Linked DNA regions of Anser cygnoides: region 2 is linked to region 1. A link is a contact called in public Hi-C data. All regions are on one chromosome and are shown on one strand. The core of a region is the stretch at or near the end of the contact, and the rest is flanking DNA. Distances in the headings are between cores, read along the strand shown. Region 1 overlaps DCAF12 (DDB1 and CUL4 associated factor 12). Region 2 holds the start of NUDT2 (nudix hydrolase 2).

Region 1 (4,979 bases), core at 1,944-4,443:
ACTACAAAGCAGAAACATTTGAACAGCAGATATTGAGGAATTAGTAATTACTTCTGTCTGAGTTGAGAATCAAAGTGGACAACTCTTGTTAACTTTCCTTTGGGCAGGTTAAATGCCACAGGAAGAAAGAGGTGGGCATTTTTTTCCCATAACAGACAATAGCACTTTCATACAGCTCAAGGTTAGAGCTTCAGCAGTACATTTTCTCATTGCTGTCAAAAATGTTGAGAGAGTGCAGAGTGGGCCATACGCTTGATTATTCTCGCCTGTGTTAGCTTCAATAAGAACTAGGCAAAGGTTTGCCTCTAAAACAGGCAGCAGTGTATTTCAGTAGTCAATAAGCATAAAACGAAACATCTTGACTGAGGGAGAATGCAACAATTGCTGTACTGACTAGGTAAAGATTTCCATGCTAAAAGTTCCAAACTAAGATGAATAATTCCCAGGATGAGCCTAGGGTAACCGATGATACTCTCCTTGGCTTCAGGGCCAACCAGTTAAATGCCATACATTGTCTTTTCCCCCTGTTAGGGCTATTAAAAGGGACAGCTTCCTCCTAAAGTCTGTCAAGATGTTTAGAAATTCTACTGCTGAGCATTCAGCCTCCGTAACAAGATTGGGTGCCATTAGAAGCCATCAGCATGTAAATTGAGTAGCAGGATGTAATGGCGCATGCTGCCTGCTGCTGTGCAGTGCCATTAGGAAGCTCCTTTTGTATTTGTCTGCTGGTTGATGGTGGCAAATTGACTGAATCAGTCTGTGAGGGGGCAAAGCCATCTCTGCTGTGCTGCACCATTAGTACTACAGCACGATGCACTGGTATTCAACACTACTTCAACAAGATGTTTTGCTTATGCGTCTTTGCGGCTTCTTCTTTATGATGTACCAAAGTCTGTACGTAGGCTGATGTAGATATTTAGTCTTCTCTAGCATCTTCAAGACATTAAATACATCTTATGCTTTCCCTGTGAGAGAAGGGATGTGTTTTTTGTAGTGCAGGGAAGAAAGAGGTACATGTCAAGTCTGTAAGAGCTGACTTAGATGGAACTGAGTTGTCTAAACACCAGAAGGGATGGGCATGGGGCTTTGGCTAAGTCTGCATTGATCAGTGAAGTAAAGTAGTTCAGCTTTCTTTGCCTACTCTTTTTGTTTCATATTTTGGCTTAATATTGTGACAAAAATCTCAAATAATTTTCTTCAGACAGGATCTTCTCTGAAGCTATTTTATTCGCAATTGCAATGGTGGGCATCCTGCCAATTAGGAGCACATTTTAGTAAACAAATCATAACCTTTTACTCACTATTATGCGACACCTGATCACCTCCCCTGTTTCCTCATTGGCTGAGTACTACAGGCTCACAAGCTACTCGACGCTCCTCTATACCACATATGTACAATTTTTTTGATCAACCCTTTAATTTCTCCTTCTTCCTTTTTTTCTCCTGTCTTACATTTTGAGAACGTGTGATCCTTGTTTTACCGTTCTCACATGGCTCATCCTGTTCTTCTCAACCTTCTACCTTATTTTGGAACAGTGAGGCCTTCTACTGTCCACTTATCTACTTAGCATTTCTCCTTGTTATGACTACACAACTACCTTGGAACACAGAAAATTAGTTCTCTACAAAAACACAACCTAGTTTCTCACAGTATCTCCAAATTCAATAGAAAAATGGGGGTTTTTGCTTGTTCAGCTTCAGTTCCTTTTGTTTTTTAAACAAGAAATTGTGCAGTTTTCTATGCAGTATATGCTGGGATACTGGCAGAAATCAAATGACCCAAAATCTGCATAAACCTAACAAAATTTTCTCAGAGGTTTCTGCAGTGGCTTAGCAGACACAGTTGATCTCAGCCATGGTAAGCTGGGCTAAATGTGTTGGCTTTTCTGTCACCTCTGAGTGTATTCCATGTGTGAATCTCTAATGGTGATTGTTTTTTTTTGATGGTCAGTTTGAAAACAGATTCAATGCTTAGAAACCATACAGGAAAAAAAACACTTGACAATGAGGTCACAGTATTACTAACTTTGTAGCTGAGAAAGATCATGTTGTTAATCCTAATTGATGACGCCCAGCAGTGTGTTCAGTTTAACTAATAGCAATAGTATCCTTTCCTGTTTCCAGCCTCTATTGTTTATTGCAGTTCCTTCTTTAAAAAAGGTCAATTATGTCTATGTGAAATGCTGTTATGGGCTATTCATCCAGGTTCTCGGGATGGCTCGATGGGTCTCTGGGAAGTCACAGAGGATGTGCTGTCTAAAAGCGATGCCAGGCACAACCTGTCTCAAGTTCCTGTCTATGCCCACATAACACACAGGGCTCTGAAGGATATCCCCAAGGAGAACACCAATCCTGACAATTGCAAAGTCCGAGCACTGGCTTTCAACAATAAAAACAAGGTGAGTAAGGTACTCAAGACAGATGAGAAGTCCTAAAACTGTCCAGACTTACCAGAAAAAAATAATCTAAATCAAATATATTGGAGAGAGGCAGCCTGACATATTTTTCCCTGATCCTTTTGTGTCCTTCTCATATGAAATGGTCGTCTTCATCTGCTGTGTCTACCTCAGCCCTCAAGTGAATTCAGAAAAGCTGGAGGCGGGGAATTCATGTATTTTTCTGAAAAGGAACAATTTGACTGTAGGATTGGTGTTTAGACTTGCACCCAGAGGGAGCAAGGGAGAATGTTTGCAAGAAACAGAGAAAGTACCAGAACACCCCTTGCATCTTGAATCCCACTCTTTGGTGCGGTTGTTGCTTTCCTTCACCCTTAATGAAGACCAGCTGACATTCAGGTAGTTCCTGTTTTGATGGCTGAGTTGTTACTGGATTGCTCAGTAAGCGAGGTAACTGACACACAGGGCAGGCACCAGTGCTTGCTCCGGTGTTATTTTGTTGGCATTTGACAAACAGAAAACATTAACCTCCCCCCCATGCTGATCTCTCGCTATTACTAGAGATGAAAGCTACTGTAGCAAGTAGGAGTAGCAATTCATCCTCCACTGCTTTTGTTTCTGTCCTCACAGAACAGAGGAGGTCTGAAGCCAAAGCAGGCGTGCTCTCAGCAACACAGTGCTCCTGTTGGCTTTATTTTTCACCATGTTAATCACTCCTCTGCAATGAAGACTTCATACAGCTTTTTCCTATAGAGTAGTGCCTGGAAATAAATGGTTACTTTGGGGTCAGAATCACTGTGGGAGCTGCTAGTTGCTAACTAGCTTGTACTGTCTAATAAGTTATTATTTGCTTGTCTAACAAGATCTATACTTTGAAAGTTATTTTTGGTTATTTAATTCTTATTCTATCTGGCACCTTTGTGCTATATTGCGTTCTCTCAAGATCAATGTGAAATGAAAGGCTATCTTGATAAGGACGTACAGGATTACAGATGAGCTCAATCTGGAGGGTGTAGCCTGCCTAGTAGAGTGTGAGGTTTATAAGGGCATTTATAATACAGAAACTAATTTTTTTTTTTTTTTTTAAATCTTAACAGGAGCTGGGAGCTGTGTCCCTAGATGGGTATTTTCATCTTTGGAAAGCAGAGCACACGCTATCAAAGGTGCTTTTCTCTTTTGGCTTTAAACTTGGAAAATTGCCTAGCATTTATTGCTGTTCACTATTTCTTCATCTCCTTTAAATGCTTGAAGAAAACAACAGGTTATAAAACGTAAGCTTTGTATAAAATGTACTAAAAATAAAACTTGAGGAGAGAAACTCACTACTCTTAACTTTCTGCCAGCTCTGCATGAGTTGAGTGTCCTGTTGCATAGAGCGTGGGTAGTTTTGTAGCAGGGTTCATCAAAGAAGCTGTACTTGTTGAAGTGTAATTGCAGATTAAAATTCGGCATATCTCTGCTGGTGTATGAGGTAAGCTTTTTCAGGGAGCTGATGCCGTTACACCTGCGAAGTGGTAACAGCAGCTTAAAAAAAAAAAACTAAAACAATTTGCCAAAAATGTCCTTTGTTCTTCAAATAATACTTCAGCCTTTAGCATTCCAGTTTGGTTTGATAAGGCATCCCATCTCTTCCATGGCTTTTTTTTTTTCTGTGGGTCAGGTTGTTGGTTTTCTCCTTAAGTTCTGTTTTTGTGATGAATTATTTTAGCTGCTTTTTTTCCCCACTGCAATTTACACTGAACTTAGCTTTAACAGAAGAATTCTGTAACATGTTGCTCTTTTATTGTAATGTGTTTTGTTTTTTTTGTCTTTCCTCTGTTTCCAGTTACTCTCCACAAAGTTGCCATACTGCAGGGAGAATGTGTGTTTGGCTTACGGTCAGGAGTGGTCAGTGTATGCCGTAGGATCACAGGCGCACGTCTCCTTTCTGGATCCGAGGCAGCCGTCTCACAATGTTAAATCCGTCTGTTCCAAAGAACGAGGCAGTGGTAAGAAACTTGACAGAGTGCTTCAACCTGTTTGCTTTCAGAAGTAGCAATGTAAGATAAGCTTCTTAAACAAATAAGAGATTTTTCATGTGATGTGTTAAATCATTAACAGTATATGTAGGTTTTGGTTTTAGGCCACTTGTCTTGGCATAAGAGAAGCTAAAAGCAACACTGAAACTAGATGATTTCTTAAGAGCAACTGCATTGTGTACCATCCAAATAGTAATGAACACTATGAAGTCTACATCTTCAACTTTTTAAATGTATTTCTCTATTGTACTTCATCTCATAGCAAAACCAGTTATCATACCACCACTAATACTGCCTAGTCTTGCAGTTTTCTCTGGGACTGGAAGAAAAACGCATGTTTCTGCTGTTTGCTGTCACATTTGGAGTCTGTGCTGTGAGTGAATGCTTACTCTGACGTTGAAGATGAGTGAGATTTCTGACTTTCAGTGTGTATTTGTTTAAATACAAAAGCTCACTCAAAAAAAGAAAGTAACAATAGTAGTCAGAATGATTATAGACATGAGTACTGTTTTTTTCTTCTGCAGTCTCTTCAACTGAACCTTATGCCAGGGCCAAGTGTAAGCAT
Region 2 (5,056 bases), core at 680-3,179, 88 kb before region 1:
TCAAGCTATCTCCTTTTTGAGGATAAACTTATTTTCATCTTGTACATATACAAAGCTGGGACTTTGAGCAACAGAATCCACCCGGCCTCGAACAGCTGGATTCCTTTTATAGCATCCACAGTAAATGCCCACAGAACATCCACCAACAGCCAGTAACCAGTTCCTTTTATGATAATCATGATCCAGTTACCAAACATGCAATGAGCTGAGGTAGCAAAAAAGCTGGAGACCAGGGTTCAGTTTCAACCCACAGGACACAAATGCTACCTCCTGCCTACCGGCACAGGGAGAGGCAATCACCTCACCCCACTGACTGTTGCTAACCTCGAGTCTAAGCTCAGTAAGTTTCCACTTTGTGCAATACACTCTACCCACCAGGAACAAAAAGGACCACTGGCACCACGTTCCAGCTCCTCAAAGCCATTTGCACCAGTAAACAAGCCCTGCATCCCCTGCCCATCAGACTCGACTTGCGCAGTCACAGTTCTAGGAGCAGGGATCAGGCTGATGAAGTTTGTGTAGGGGGGACCCAAGCAATACAGTTTAATCCCATAAAGGCTGGAGGTGCTGAGGGAACTTTAAAAATATCAAAGTATAGCTGTAGCTCTGCGTGGGCTTGCCTCCTCTGTGCTCCTGGAGAGGTGATTATAAGTTCTCATTCTGGCTCCTCCCACATTAAATCTAGGTCTGCACCGCATACAAGTTATATTATTGCACCACATAGCCTGGGGCTGCCTTTGAAGACCACTCAAATTGCAGAGAATATATAATGTAATAGCACCTCCATTTATTGTCCTCAGATCTGTACCAAGCTACTAGTAAAGGCTGCCATCAGATTGTGGTTTCTGATCTACAAAACCTTCAACGATATGATCTGAGTGTGTGAGACACATACCTGAGTCATTTCACTTGCTATTGTGCTGGCTTGTCCTGAATTACTGTGTTTCCAGTGAACCTTTCCGCATGGATCTCTCCTCTCACAACAGTCATGTCCCAGCTCATGGTTTTTTGCTTTCCAAAGGCTGCAAACTCTTCTCCACTAGGCTTTTGGTGAAGTGGAGGGAGGGAGAGGTTTGGAAAGTTCTGTTCTTTCCATTGATAGGAGAGCACAGCTGATTTTGTTACTAGCTTTTTTTTTTTTTTTTTCCAATTTACAAACTCCTGTTTACAAACTGCTCATGTGCTATGCTTTAAGAACACTACTTTGTAAAATCAGAAATACAAATTAGCGGAAAGAAATCGCAGAGGATAAGAAAAAGCATTTAGGGAGATCTACAACGAACCTGAAATATCCCCGTTGTGCTGCTCCCGGTACCGGGGCTGGGACAGCGTACTACCCGATACCAGCTCTGCCACACAGCTCCCCTTCCAGCTGCCCAAAAGGCACTATCAGCTGCTACTGCCAGCTGATAACCACCCCCAGAGCTGACCTCAGCAGCGCCCAGCAGACCTCAGGCTGCAATCTCCCCTGCTCCTGACGCGAGCGGCACAGCCGTGGGATATCGGAACAAACATCACCTTTGGGTGGCGTCCAGTGGTGGGTCCCGTAAGACGTCTGCAGGAGGAGGTATTCGATGCCGTCAGCGGGCTTGGAGGACGCCGCTGGCTGCAGCCTCCTGTAGATGATCAAGCCACAGGCTCTGACCGCCATGTCCCCGCTCCCTGCAGGGGGCAAGCAGAAATGACGTGGGGCTCGGGCAGGTCGGGATAAAAGTCCATCCCTTCGCAGCTACCGTGCAATTAAACCCTGTCTTAATAACAACCCGTGAGGTGCGACAATGGAGCCCTTTCCTTTTCAAATTGGGAAGGAGGAGCCTACATAAAAACCCTTAAATATATATATATGTATGCATGCATTAAGAGGCACGGAATGTGACTTGTGTGCTGTTTCTTTACAGCTGATACATTACACAGCACACCGCAGGGACAGAATATGATGAAGAACCAGGAAAGCCGGACATTTAACGCTCTGATTTTCGCTGCAGAAGCCCTCGGGCTCCGTGCACAGATAACGCCGGGGCTCCGCCCACGGGGCCCCCGGGCTGGGGCTGGGGCTGGGGACCCCGCCGCCCCCGGAACCCCCCCGCAGCCCCCCGCGGTTCCCCCCGGACCCCTGAGCGCGGCGCACGCCCCACTCCCTGCCCTCACCTTCGCTCCCGGATCGGGAAAAGAGGAGGCGGGACCAACGCGCGGCTGACAGCCCCCTCAACCAATCGCAGCGCCTTCTCCCCCCCTTCTCTTATTCCCTTAACCCCGCCTCCCTCCGTCTGATTGGTTCCTCCCTAGCGAGCCGCGCGCGCCACCGTTTGAAGCGGGCGAGGCGTTGTTGCCATGGAGACGCGGCCTGGGCGCCGCTCCCGGAGCCTCCGCGCCCGCTGAGGGGACCGGGGGCCGGGGGAGGGGGGGTGGCGGTGCCCGGCCCGGCGCTGCAGGGTACGTACGGACACCGGGAGCACGGCCCCGGCGGGCTCCGGGCGGGTTTTCTCTCAGCTGAACGCGTGGGGAGGCGCGGAGGCTTCTTTTGGGGGCGAAACTGGGAAGAAAACGGTAAAAGTTCATCCGGGACCGAGCCCCGGGGCTAAACGCGTCCCCTCCGAGTCCTGAAGCGTAACCCCCGAGGCGCGGCAGCTCGCTGGGCTCTAATTATAAAATAAATGTTAGAAGCCAGCTGTTAAACCCTGACGGCAAGAGAGGCTGGGGCGCAGTTTTCGAATAATCAGCACCCCGATATAGCTGCCGGGTGATTTTCTGGGCGTGTGGCTGAGTATTAGACGCTTCCCCTTCCCCTGCAGCTGCTGCTGGGAGCAGTTGTCGGGATCAGCTGCGGGATGGAGCCGCTCCTGCTGAGCTCACCAGCCTATGTTTAGTGTGGAAGAATGATAATGGTAACTAGCATCTCAGTGCTCCGTTGGAAAACAAGCAGTTCATTTAGTTGTCATTTTTAAGTCCGTTTCAAATATCACTGAAATTAATCCGCTTTGCACAACCTTCACGTTTCTCTGCTTTCTGGGTCAGGAGGAGATCAACAGGGAACCAAAGGCGGAAGAACCTTGTACGCTTGGACAGAAGGGCTGGGTTCGCAAGGAGGTGAGTGCCATCCAGCCAGGCATGCTGCCCCATGCTCAGCCCTGCCCAGGCCACGCAGTGTGCCCGCCATCACTCTATGCACGCTGATAACGGTTCTCATTCTGCTTATGGAAAATTGGGAGCAACAACATCGGACCTGTCGTTTTCCAGTCTTCATCATGAGGGTGATGAAGGGAGCGGAGCATCTCCTTTACGAGGAAAGGCTGAGGGAGCTGGGTCTCATTAGCTTGGAGAAGAGGAGACTGAGGGGTGACCTTACTAATGCTTATAAATATGTAAAGGGCAAGTGTCAGGAGCATGGAGCCAGGCTCTTCTCTGTGACATCCAATGATAGTGCAAGGGGCAATGGGTGCAAGCTGGAACGCAGGAGGTTCCACTTAAATACGAGACAAAACTTTTTTATGGTGACAGTGACAGAGCACTAGAACAGCCTGCCCAGGGGGACTGTGAAGTCTCCTTCTCTGAAGACATTCAAAACCCTCCTGGACGCGTTCCTGCGTGACGTGATTTAGGCGTTCCTGCTCTGGCAGGGGGATTGGACTAGGGGATCTTTCAAGGTCCCTTCCAATCCCTAACATTCTGTGATTCTGTAATCGTAGCTATAGTAAGCAACTCGGGTATGTTAGGAGCAAAGAAAGAAGTGTTGGTGCTGGGAGAAGGCCTGCATCCTGGTCCAACTATAAAATAGCTGTCAGTTAACAATGAACATGTTCCTTTCTTTCTACTTTTATTACACGGAAACTATAGGTGGTTTTCTGTGGGTATTTTTCAGCTTTCTTCCGCATATTTTCAAAACAGACTGCTACAACATTTGTTCCAACTAATGTCAGAACATTTATTACCTCTGTGTATGTGTTCAGGGGCTTCCGTAGCATGATCCTGCGATCTGATGAATGGATCTGCGGCAGTGATCTGTAAATATTTGAATTGGAGCTTCGTAGCTCCCTGTCTACTTCATTAGACTAAAATTACGAACTTGTTTTGCAGTAGAGATTATCTCTTACTGTGGAGCTTGTGCTTATAGAAGTGCAACCACACCGTGGCTGTTTCTTCACAGGAATGCCTTAGTGTCCAAGGGGTGGGATCAGAATGATTAAAGGTAAAGCATTTGATGTGGTTCCCTGGAAAAGCAAATTAGCCGTTTGTTTCTGGAGGGTTTAATCAGATTTCGCTTTGGATAACAGATACAAAAGAGCTTCGTGTTCAGATGAATAAAAAATAACAGTGTATGACTGGTAACATGAGTTAACAAGTCTCCCTTTTCTCTGTTGTAGGTTTGTCAGTAAAAATTGGCTTCCTTCTGGTCTTCTGCTCTGTACCTCAAAAACCAACGAACACCTTGGCACAGCACCTGAAGACGTGTTTGGGGTAATGTGCTTTAAAGTAATGAGAACGTACCCTGGTGTAGTTGTGGTTGGAAGAGGAAACATACCTACCTGCTACATGTGTTTACAGATCTTTAGAAGTTCTTAACATCTGTTTTTTATATGCAGTTTGTAAACTGGAATGATTTACACAATAGACAATTTACACAATTATTACCTGATATCCATGAGAATTGTTTCTAATAAGAATATTTAATGATCAGACTGCAGCTTATGGTTTAGAATAATTATGTTAGATTACTTACAGAATTAAATGTATAGATGCATTAATTTACATTTGTAAGATTAGGAGTGCCACATAAGGTTTCTTCACTTGTTCATGACTTGATTTCCTTAGTTTAAAATTGAGGTATAGTGATAGTAGTGCTATGTCTCAGAGGTGACAATAAGGAGTATCAGAGGAAGTCAACTAAAATTGTCGGGTAAATATGAGTGAGCCACAGTGGGATAACAAGGATAACACTTGAATGTTACTCAAGTGAGCGGTGCACTGAGATCTTTAATATAATGGAGTTTAATGAGGATCCAGGTATATTGGCCTAAGGCTGCTTTATTCTTAATATAGTTTATGTAGGGATTTTGTG

What was found. Hi-C and Micro-C count contacts between places; a contact is called where the count stands out from the background.
Region 2: a contact with region 1 is called in a Hi-C map of liver, with 2.7 times the contacts expected there. The contact joins the promoter of NUDT2 here to the enhancer-like site in region 1. A contact is called at or near these places in 2 of 7 Hi-C or Micro-C datasets (both in liver).

The regions. Positions count from the first base shown.
Region 1 is chrZ:62,416,290-62,421,268 of Taihu_goose_T2T_genome, reverse strand. DCAF12 (DDB1 and CUL4 associated factor 12) reads left to right here. Exons shown (of 9, transcript XM_048048540.2): 5 at 2,206-2,399; 6 at 3,494-3,559; 7 at 4,222-4,384. Among named protein-coding and RNA genes, the nearest start is that of DCAF12, 16 kb to the left of the region's middle. Within about 2 kb of position 3,193, at least 2 of the 3 cell types and tissues checked have open chromatin away from gene starts, as enhancers often do. A contact at or near this core is called in liver, where this site is marked.
Region 2 is chrZ:62,503,260-62,508,315 of Taihu_goose_T2T_genome, reverse strand. NUDT2 (nudix hydrolase 2) reads right to left here and starts at 1,929. Exons shown (of 3, transcript XM_048048535.2): 1 at 1,911-1,929; 2 at 1,519-1,662. The coding sequence starts at 1,651. KIF24 (kinesin family member 24) reads left to right here and starts at 2,286. Exons shown (of 16, transcript XM_066988885.1): 1 at 2,286-2,433; 2 at 3,016-3,087; 3 at 4,362-4,456.